Linked DNA regions of Sus scrofa: all the other regions are linked to region 2. A link is a contact called in public Hi-C and HiChIP or PLAC-seq data. All regions are on one chromosome and are shown on one strand. The core of a region is the stretch at or near the end of the contact, and the rest is flanking DNA. Distances in the headings are between cores, read along the strand shown.

Region 1 (3,638 bases), core at 31-2,530, 150 kb after region 2:
AGAATACATCCCGACACTCTGTGCACTGTACAGAAAGACACTTTAGGCAGTTCTTGCACTTTGGCCAAAGAGCACTGAGTCACTCTGCAAATGATTCCAGAAACCTCAAAGGATAACCAACGGCTTCTGAAGAAAAGTCAGTCAGTCACTGGAGGAGGAAGGAGACACAGTTTTTCTCGCCGTATAATCACTAGATTTCTCCCATCAGGGAGGAGAACCGGACCGGAGTTCAGGTGGGGGAATAGCCACAGGATCCACGGCTCACCGATCCGAACTCTGGTCGTCCGGAGTGCATCTCACACCCAGAGCATCTCCTTTGCTTTCTTCGCTTCCCCGGGGTAAAAACCCACACCCCCTTTCCCCACAAATGCATCTCCACTGCCTGCTAACCGAAGTGTGGCTGAGATACAACAGTCGATCGTAACAAACGCAAGAAATAAACACGCATTCTCCAGGGCAGGTCTGACGTGTAAATCATGTTCCTTTCCTACACAAAGCCAACTAGCCCACTTTCCGCGGCTATTAATTTGGATTTCAAAGGCCCTCTCAAGAAAGAGGTACCATGAAAAGGACCGACGGATTCCACCCTACAATTCAATTCTTCAGCTCGGGCGCAATAATCTCGGAAATTAAATTTACCGAAACGAAATTAGAATGCACTAATTTGCAACTGTTAATATTCACACGCAAGTGAAAACAGAAGAACCTCAGCTGTGGGTTTCAGACTCCCCTCTTTGTCGCGTACCCCTGGTGGGTACTCCCCCACAGCGACAGCACCGGGTTTCTCCCCTGCGCGTCCCTCTTTCGAACCGCCCAGTCCGCTGTCGGGGGCAGCGCTCTGCCACCCACCTCCCCAGACCCAGAGGGCAGGCGGGAAGGAGAAGAGGGTGCTTCCTCCCAGCGCTCCGAGAAAGGCACAGCCTGGGATGACACCGGCTCCAGGAGCTAAAGGGGCAGGATCAAAGGTGGGTCTCTCCTCCCGGAACTTGGTCGCAGCAGTGTTCGCTCTCCGACCCGGGCCCCGGCCGCCGGAAGCTGGGCGGGGTGGGGCGAGACCTCCCCCACGGACCGACGGGCACACGGGGGAGTCCGCGGGGAGAGCGGTCAGCAGGGAGGGCTCCCGGGCGCCGGCCACCTACCAGCAAGCTCTCCACGTTGATGGGCGAGCGAGGGTCTCGGATCAGCGCCTCCAGTTTCCTCTGGCGACTCGCGCCCGCGCCGTCCCCCGACACGGCCTCGGGGGCGCCGGGCATTTTCCCCGTCGGCGGGGGCCGGCTCATGCCGCCGCCACCGCCGGGCCCGCACTCCCGTTCCCCGCGCTCCGGCCCGGCCGCCTCGGGGCCTAGCGCCGCCCCCGACCCGCCGGCTCCGGCCGGGGCTCCGCCCGGGCCCACCGCCCGCCTCGAGCTCCGGCCGCGGGTCTCAGCCCCCGGGGCCTGGGGCTGTCCGAGAGGCCGGCCCGGGAGCGGCGAGGAGCAGACGGCGTCCCCGCCCCTCAGTCAGATTCGCGCCGCCCGGTCCGCTCGTCCGCCGCGAGCTCCCTCAGGATCCGAGGGCGGGAGCGGGGAAGTGGCGCCGCCACCGCCGGGCCCGGACTGCCCCGCCCTCTGGGGCTCCGGGAAGCTGAACCCCAGGCTCCGACAACTACGGCCGCCGCCAACCCGCTCCCATGACCGCCGTCGGCTGCCTGGGTCCCGCAAGCCCGCGCCCCTCACACACTCCCGCGCGGCGCCCGTCTCCGGCCGCGCGCAGCCGCTACCCACAAGCCCCTCGGCCCGCGGCCGCCGGCGCGCCCCCGCTCGCCCCGCCCCGCGCGCGCCCCGCCCCGCCCCCCGCGCGCGGCCGCCCCCGCCCCCGCCCGCCGGCCTCCGCCTCCTCTCGCCCCTCTCCGTTTTTTTTTTTTTTTTTTTTTTTGGTTTCCTCCAGGCCGCTCGCCCCGCATTTCTCCTTTTTGAGCCTCCTTCCTTCCCCGCTTCCTCCTCCCCCGCTTTGAGTTCTTAGAGGGTAAATGGCCGGGCGCGCGGTCACCGCCTCACTTGACCCACGAGCTCCAGTTGGGGGAGGGGAGGGCGCGCCCGGGGCTCGGGTCACCCCCGAGGGTCACCCCCGCCTGACCCTGCCCGGGCTGACGACCCCTCTGGACACGGGGGCCCACCCCGACCGCCGGGTCCCGACCTGGCGGCACCCGGCGCGGGGGGGCGGGGGAGGGAGGGTTGCAGTAGGGGGATGGGCCGGCCCGCGCCCCCCGCCCCCGCCCGGCTCCGGCTGACTCAGCGCGCAGCTATGCGGCCCTTGCATCACCCGCGCCAAAATAATAGCGACCGCCAGTCGCTGCCCTCGCCTGCAGAGCTCTGCGTTTGCAAGGGGCCTGCCTGGGCCACGAAGATTTTAGTGGAAAGGCTGGAAGGGTGTGCAGTGCGAGTCGGAAACCCCGGAATAGGGCGGACGTTTGGAATTGCAGTCCTGGGGCGAGAGAGCCGGGACGAGCTGCTTCTGCCCCCAGGGCAGAAATCTTCGACTCCAGCAGGAAAGCTTTCTGCGCGTCCGTAACAGTCGTCTCCGAGCTGGGCTGAAACACCAGCTACGGAAGAGAACAAGAGGGCGATAGAAAAATGCTTTCCCTCTGCAGACCTTCTCGAGGTCTTTGCCTTTTGGGGGGGCGGTCATGGGGGCCGCTCGTCCACATTCCTGCCTCTCGCGGCCCTTGCCATTGGTCAAATCCACCCAGGCGCAATCTGAAAAATATGTGCCAAGAGCTATAAAACTGTTCATTGAGCCCCTTTGACCCAGTAAACCCATTTAAGGAAGTACATTTCTAAGGAAATGATCCAAAGGGGGGGAGGGGGGATGGAGGGGGAGAACTTGCATAAAGATGTTTATAGCAGGGCTATTCACTATGTTCATAAAGACCAAAACCTGGGAATGGGCCCAATTGTCCAACAATCGGGGAATAATCCAAACAAGCTCTGTCACATTAACAGAAGGAATCCTGGCAGGTATGCAGGGTTCCAGTTAAGCACGTCAAATTCTGGCAAGCACATGAAAAGGACACGTATTGGAAAGAAGATTAAATAAAAATAAAATGATGACTACAAAAAGCGGTTTGTACCTGCTATTTAAAATGATGTGAAACGAGCAGCTGTAAGAACACGAGGAGAACACAGTTGTTTCTCAGTGAATGGGATTTTTTTTTCCCTTAAAGATGCTCAAGGGAACATTTTGAATTTCAAAAATTGAATAACTGTGCTAAGACAGATGAGCCACTGCAAAAAGCTACAATCCGATATCCAGTGCATAGAAAAAGCTTAAGAACCTTTCTCCCTGGCATGTCAGAGAGAAGCCCACAGAAGGGCAACCTCTTCTAAGGGCCGATTCTTGTAAAAGCAGCATTGTAATGTAGTGTTCCGGGAGCCTCATCTTTCGTTTTGTGTTAAAGTTACCCTCTCTTGGATGAGGCAGGAAGAGGTCCCCGGTGGAGCCAATACAGCTTTTTCCTCTGAGATAACAACACGGACTTCTGGTCAAAAGGCAGTCCTTTAAAAGTGTATGTTGAGTGACTCATTCATACCTCTGCAGACCACACCAAGAGGACAGCGTGAGCTAGGCATGCCACCTGCCTCTGCACTGGAGCAAAATAA
Region 2 (3,502 bases), core at 725-3,224:
CGGCCAGGTGAGGGCTGGAGGAGCAGGAAGGGGCAGGGGGCAGACAGAGAGAAAGCCTCAAAGTCCCCACTGAAGTTCAGAGCACAAAGCCAGTGAGTGCGGTATTCACAGAAAGAAGTACACACCATAAAGAGTTGTGACTTAAGTTTTCTTCGGGGGATCTTACGGAGGACTCTAGCCTGGGAGACAGATTCTCAGGCTGCTCTGAGGAACTGCTCCAAAGAGGTGAGGGAGAAGCCAGGATACATAGGAACTTTTTTTTTTTTGGCTGGGAAAAACATGTAGTCAAGCATCAAAAGAGTACCGCTAATCACTAAGAACAGATCTCTCAAATTAATGATTTTAGGGCTTTTCTAGTAAGGGAAGATGCAAGAATCTGGGATATTGGACGTTTTTCCTTAGATATGCGTCTTAACTAGCTAAAGCCCATCAGAGCCAAAGCACAGAAGGTTCCCCGGTTTTCTCCATCCTGAATTCCCCTCGGGGTGCACTGGTGGTGGGCAACTGTGGTGGCCAAGGGTGTGATCTTTATCGAACTGACACGGCAGACAGTATTTTCTTTACGGTGGATTCTGGCATTGCATTTTGTGACTTTTTTCTGTTTGGTAACCTGGACTCAACACCATTAGCATTTTGAGAGTTTGGAAGATGCACCTCATGCCTCAGTCCCAATTACTTTCTTTTGTCAATAGAAACATCTCTCTCTTTGTTCTTTTTTCTTTTTTTTCTTTTTAGGACCAAAGCTCCAGCATATGGAAATTCCCAGGCTAGGGGTCGAATCAGAGCTACAGCCGCTGGCCTGAGCCACAGTCACAGCAAAGCAAGATCTGAGCTACACCACAGCTCACAGCAACACCGGATCCTTAACCCACTGAGCAAGGGCAAGGATGAAACCCACATCCTCATGAATCCTAGTCAGGTTGGTAAACCACTGAGCCACGAAGGGAACTCCCAACAGAAATCTCTTTTTTGCCTCCTTAAGAAACATTTTCAGAGTTCCCCTGTGGGTTAAGAACCAGATAGAGTGTCCTGAGGATGCGAGTTCCATCCCTGGCCTCACTCAGTGGGTTAAGGACCCAGCATTGCCGCAAGGTCAGATCTGCCAGTTGCTGTGGCTGTGGCTGGCAGATGCAGCTCCAATTCGACCTTTAACTTGGGAATTTATAAGCTACATGTAAAGCCCTAAAAAGAAATAAAAGAAAAAAAAATCACTCTTAAGTGCTGAAATGCAAGGCTGGATAGGCGGGAAGGTGGGGGGGCTGTCTTCAGAGCTTAGGCGCAAACCCGCAGGAAAGAAGCTTCCCGGGGTTTGGGAGGAAGCGGCGCCACTCCCAGCTGGAGGAAAGGGCAGGACCAGAAAAGACTGTTTCCCGTCGCGTAAAAACGAGGACACACACCAGCTTAAGTTGGGTCGTTATGAAGTTTTTAATCTCTGAAAAGCCGAGCGCGAAGAACAAAGGAAGACTCTTTTCAGAGCGAAAAATGCTTACGCAGTGGTCCGTGCCCCCGCGACTGGGTGCCCGCTGGCCACCCCCCGGGGCCCAGTCTCTGCCCACCCAACCCGTGGGAAAGCGGGGCCGTCTGGGGCGTCGCCGGAGGCTCAGAACAGCGCTGGTCGGTGGAACACCGCAAAGTGAATCAGCAGCGGGCGTGGCACGCACAGGGCGAGGCTGACCTGCCTCCCGGGCAGGGGGCCCCTGGGCGGATCTGGAGAGGGATCGGGGCGGGGTGGGGGAATAGGGGAGGGGGGACAGACGAGGGGGAGGGAAGAGCAGTGGACCCCCGCAGGACAGACGCGGGCCGGGGGGGGCCCCAGACGGAGCGGGAGGGGCGAGCCGGGAGGGGCGGAGCGAGCCCGGGGTGGGGCGGGGCAAGGCGGGGGCGGGGCGGCCTGGGGGCGGGCCCGGGGCGGGGCGGGGCGGCCTGGGGGCGGGGGCGGGGCGGGGCGGGGCGGGGCGAAGAAGCGATGGGGGCGGAGGAGCGATCCCCGACAGGGCGGCCCGGGGCGGAGCAGGAGAAGGGGGTGCGGGGAACGCGGAAGGACCCGGCGAGCCCGGCGGCCGAGTGCTGAGCGGCTCCCCTTCGCGAGGCAGCGGGATCCGCCGAGCGCCCGAGTGCCCAGCCCCGCCGGCGCGATGGAGGCGCCGCTGCTGTGGTTCTGCAACTACAGCGCGCTGGGCGTGAGCGCTGCGCTCAAGCTGCCGCAGATCTCGTCGGTGCTGAGGGCGCAGAGCGCGAGGGGCATCAGCCTTCCGAGCCTCCTTCTGGAGCTGGCGGGGTAAGGCCAGGGGCGGCCTGGAGCCGTCGGCAGCCCGGGAGAACCGCGGCTTTAGTAAAGAAGGGGCGGGGAAAACGGGGCCGAAAGCGGCCGGCGGTGGGGAGTGGCGTTTGCCCGGGCCGCACACTTCCCCTCGAATTCGGTGCTTCCCCAAGCCTCTCGCGGTAACGAAGACGAAGCACGCCCATTTTACAGATGAGGAAACCCACGCTCCGCGAAATCATCACTCTGCCCTTTAGCGACCAAACCATCATTTGCACCTCAAGGCTCTCTCATCTGCATCCTCCCTAAGCCCGCCCCCCGCAAGCGCCCCCTTTCTCGAGCCTCGGTTTCCTCCCTTGTAAAATGAGGGGCTGGACTTTGAATTCTAAGGACCTCTGGCCTTTAACACTTGACCGGGGCGCGGGGCGGTCAGAGAACGGAGAGCTGTTTTGAAGGTAAGGAGCACTTGAACTGCACTTGGACATGAACTGGCCCCTGAAAGGTGACAGCGGAGAGTGCTTCAGGAGCAAGTTCATCCAGCAGAAATCCGGTGTGGGGAGTTCCCGTTGTGGCTCAGCTTGTTAGGAACCCGACGAATATCCATGAGGATGCGGGTTCCATCCCTGGCCTCCCTCAGTGGGTTAAGGAACCAGCGTTGCCAGTAGCTGCAGGGTAAGGTCACAGGTGCAGCTCTGATCTGGCTTCATGGTGGCTGTGGCGTGGGCTCCGCAGCTGCAGTTTCCATTCCATCCCTAGCCTGGGAACTTCCTTATGCTGCAGGTACAGCCTAGATAAATAAATAAATAAATACAGACCTGAAAGAGAAGAGTCGTTAACCTTGGTTGGAAGATATGAGTAGTGGAGCCCCTTGCCCAGTGAGGCCAGGTCCTCCCACCTCCTCCCCAGCCCTGGCCCAGGTATCATCCAGAGGCTCTGAACTCCCGTCCTCTGCGCAAATGCTAATCAGAGGGGCAGCTGGGCTGGTGGACTCCAGTTTCCTGGGCCAGATGGAAGCCAGGGGAGGGTTGGAGAAAAAGACCTTGGGGCAGAAGAGCCATGGGGTCCTGCCTGGCACAGCCCTCTCTGAGGGGCTGGTGGTGGGGTGCGTGAGCCCTCCGGGGTTTGAGCCTGGCCCTTTGCAAAGAGCAGCCTGCTGTCAGAGCCTCTCCGGTTCCCTGGGGAGAACAGACAGTTACCTGGAGGAGAGGTCGCTCGTCCTAAAGCAGGGGAGGCCTGACCCGC
Region 3 (3,467 bases), core at 357-2,856, 240 kb before region 2:
GAACCTCCAATATGCCGCAAGTGCGGCCCTAAAAACCAAAAAAAAGAAAAAAAAGGATGTACAAATTCTGACTGCATAATAGTCGGTAATTACCCTCTTCAAAAACCCCTCAAGAAAACAAAAAACCCTGAGCCCACTTAAGATGCTAAAGTAGGTTAATGCTGACCAGTAATGTTCTCTTTCTAAATTTCACATGGTCCTTCCACTCACTGATAATGAGCACAAATGGAACATTCGAGTGTCTGGAGTCTATGCGAGCAGATGGTTTTGCCATCTGTGGCCTCCCGTTATTCCTCCACTGCGGATAAGGATGCTATAAATCCGCGTCAGTAACATTTCTGTCCCACACCTGTTAGCAAGACTACATGTCTCAAAGCAGGAATCTAGAAACCAAGAGGACTCCCCCAAAGGCTGATTACATGTATTAAAATAATGAGCTAACTGAATGAATCACAGAGTCATTTGGAGACTTGTCTGAATTCACTTGCAGGCAACCAAAGAGAAGTAAGTTCCTTCTCCCTCCTCTATTCTTTCTGCACTAATACAGCAAATATTTCCATCTTTTTTTAACTCTCTTTGGACATATACAATCTCACTGATCCTGAGAACAACTCTGTGGAGTACTAGCCCGGAGCAGTTAAGTAACTGGCTCCCACTCACACAACTCGTAGATTCGGGGACGGAGGCCTGGGACTCAAACCTTGCTCAAACCGTGGGTCCAGAGTATTCACACAACCACCGTCAGAGCGCCTTGCCTGAGCCCAGGGAGAGCCCTGAGACGGGACGGATCCACAACCCCACTCACTGCGGTCTCTAAGACATTTACTAAGTCAGGAAAGTCGGCCTTGAATTTAGTTTTTAAAAGTTCAATCACATTTCAAGTGCTCTTGCATCCTAAGACCCGCTTTAGGGAGGTACTAGTCCCTTTTTAATGAAACTATCCGGACAAGGTTTATGATGGTTCAATTTTTGGGGGGAGAGGGGAGTGAGAATTCCATAAAACAGGTGGTGAGGACAAGACCCTCCCGGTACACGCTCGAGGCCCAGAACCCGCCCAAACTCAATATCCGCCAGGGATCAGCCAGAGCTGGTCCCAGCGGCTCAAACGCAGCTCCGGGCCTTAGCTCACGCCCCGGCCTCCAGTCGCCGCCCCTTCACCGGAGCCCGGCACCGGGCACTCGTACCCGGGAGCGGGGCTGTCCCGGCGCCCTGGGTTCGAGCCCAGCCCCAGGGCTCCTCCTCCCCGCCGCGCTCGCGCACACGCTCCCGCCGGGTGGGATACGGCCGCCCCCAAGGGCGCCCTCACCTCCGCACGCGCCCTGCTCGTCTGCCCTAGATCCCGCTCGGGGGGGCTCCGGCCCAGGGCAGCCGGCGCCCCCGCTCCCCCACCCCCACCCCAAGGCCGCGGAGCTCCCTTACCGCCCCGCGGCTTCCCCTACTGCGTCCCCCGCGTGGGCCGGGCCCGCGATCCCCCACTTCTGCGCGGGCCGGATCGAGGCCACGCGCCCGCCCGCTCCCCGGGTCACGGCCCGCCGTGGGGGTTCCGAGCTCTCCCGCTGCCCCCTGGACGGGGGAGCCCGCGCTTACCGAGGACCAGGCGAGCCATGCCGAGCACCTCCGCCGTCGTGCAGTCCAGCCACCACCTCACTTCTGCCGCGCCGCGCCCCCGCCGCCCCGCGTCCCGCCCTCGGCCCTCAAGGCAGCCGCTGGGCGGTGCGGCGGGGGCGGGCCGGAAGACGCTCGCCAAGCCGTGGCCGCGGCTTATTGGTCCCGGCAGACTTCGCTCATTTGCATGGCCAATGAGAGGCGGCCGGGTAGAGGTTACGCGTTTGGGTTTGGCGGGGGCGGGGCGAGCGGCGGAAGGAGGGACTTGCTTGGGGGCGGGGTTGGCCAGCCGCTCCTTCTCCCTCTCGCTCGCCGCTCCTGGGCTTGCTGTACTTTTCTGACTACAGTGATTGTTTTCTCTCTCCGATCCTTGGGACTCTCTCTTTCCTCGCTTGACTCTAACGAGCCCTTTTCCAGCCCTCACTCGCCCCTTGCTTCCCTCCACTCCCCACCCCTTACCGTCTTTGTCCACAGGGAGGATAAGTTTCTTGGGGCCCGCGATGCATCTACGACCTTATTAAAATGACATATTAATTTTCCTCGTGCCCGGACAAGTATTCAGTCATAAGGCACCTACAAAGCACATACTGTATATAACACAATTCAACAAGTATTTTGGCGAATTACTTTAAAAGTTCCGCTAACCAAGGCCCAGGACTGCTTAGCTTTTCAGAGGGGCCCTCATTCTCAGTAGAAACCCCGTGGGGCTTAAGCTTCAGGACTTCTCTCTTGTGCGGTTTACTTCTCCTCCCCAAGGGGCCCTAGCAGTGAGTTCAAATGGCCATGTGTTTTGTAAAATTTGCAAAAGTGAAATATTTTAAGCGTAACAGGCTCAGATGGCAGTATCTTTCCGCTCTGATTTCCTCTTTTCTGTTTAGAATGGACTCAAGCATTTTGGGTTTTGTATTACCAATGGTTTATTTCTCCGTAGTGCTTAATGCACAGAGTAGCTCAGATTCCCGCCAAAGCGTTTATGGGCACCCCGAGGTCCGGGAATGGTGAAGGCATATAGGGCTTCCTGGAAGAAGGGGCACTAGAGCTGAGTCTGGAAGATGTGCCAGGCAAACAGGAGAAAGTCCATTCTGGACACAGGGAGCAAGGGGAGTGAGGAGGGCACAGGAGAGGGAACTGAGGCCATGAAGAGGAAGCTGGCAGCAGGTGCTAGATGATGGGGTGGTGCTGAGGGCTGTGTGACATGGTGGGACATTAAGATCAGACGTAGACTGAGCCATGTAGATGTCTGATTTTTGATTCTGTAAGATTTCTTGGGGTTTATTGATGCTGTTGTAAACTCTTGATGATCAGGGTAAATTTTTAGGGACAACCCTAAAATCTCAGTGGCTTATTCTGTAATCGCTTTGTTCCCACTCTCATTGGGGAGCAGCTTTCCATGTGGTGACACAGGGACCCTGGGGCCTCCCATCTTACAAAGCCACCATCCTCTAAAACATGCACTTTCAACATGGGAAATATTGCTTCCAAGGTTCTTGGGGCAGAAAAATGCAAAAATCTTAGATGTTACAAGGGCCTAACTACATAAACAGATATACACTGTATCTGTGTTTTTCAAATTTCAGGGAGAGAAGAAACGTCTAAAAGTCTCCTTAGAGGGGTGATAATAAAAAACAAATCTGACAAGCATTGTCCTAGAACAGAGCTGTCCAGTGGAAATATAACCTGAGCTGTGACCACACATGGAATTTAAAAATTTCCAGTAGCCACATTAAAAAAGTAAAGAGATTAATTTTAATAATATAGTTTACTCCCAGATACCCAAACATTATCACTTCCTCATGTAATCATGTTAAAAATGATTAATGATGGAGTTCCCGTTGTGGCTCAGCGGTAACAAACCCCACTAG

The links. Hi-C and Micro-C count contacts between places; a contact is called where the count stands out from the background. HiChIP or PLAC-seq counts read pairs in DNA pulled down with a chosen protein or histone mark.
Region 1: an H3K27ac HiChIP or PLAC-seq map of alveolar macrophages shows a contact between it and region 2. The contact joins the promoter of ROCK2 here to the promoter of PQLC3 in region 2. A contact is called at or near these places in 1 of 47 Hi-C or Micro-C datasets (liver) and 2 of 2 datasets of contacts at active chromatin or transcription factors (alveolar macrophages and skeletal muscle).
Region 3: a contact with region 2 is called in a Hi-C map of liver, with 6 times the contacts expected there. The contact joins the promoter of PDIA6 here to the promoter of PQLC3 in region 2. A contact is called at or near these places in 2 of 47 Hi-C or Micro-C datasets (liver and skeletal muscle) and 1 of 2 datasets of contacts at active chromatin or transcription factors (alveolar macrophages).

Annotation. Positions count from the first base shown.
Region 1 is chr3:125,350,761-125,354,398 of Sscrofa11.1, reverse strand. It overlaps ROCK2 (rho-associated protein kinase 2), which reads right to left and starts at 1,280. Exons shown (of 34, transcript XM_021087835.1): 1 at 1,140-1,280. The coding sequence starts at 1,280.
Region 2 is chr3:125,505,707-125,509,208 of Sscrofa11.1, reverse strand. PQLC3 (PQ-loop repeat-containing protein 3) reads left to right here and starts at 1,974. Exons shown (of 7, transcript XM_003125380.6): 1 at 1,974-2,278. The coding sequence starts at 2,136.
Region 3 is chr3:125,750,218-125,753,684 of Sscrofa11.1, reverse strand. PDIA6 (protein disulfide isomerase family A member 6) reads right to left here and starts at 1,606. Exons shown (of 13, transcript NM_001195119.1): 1 at 1,588-1,606. The coding sequence starts at 1,606.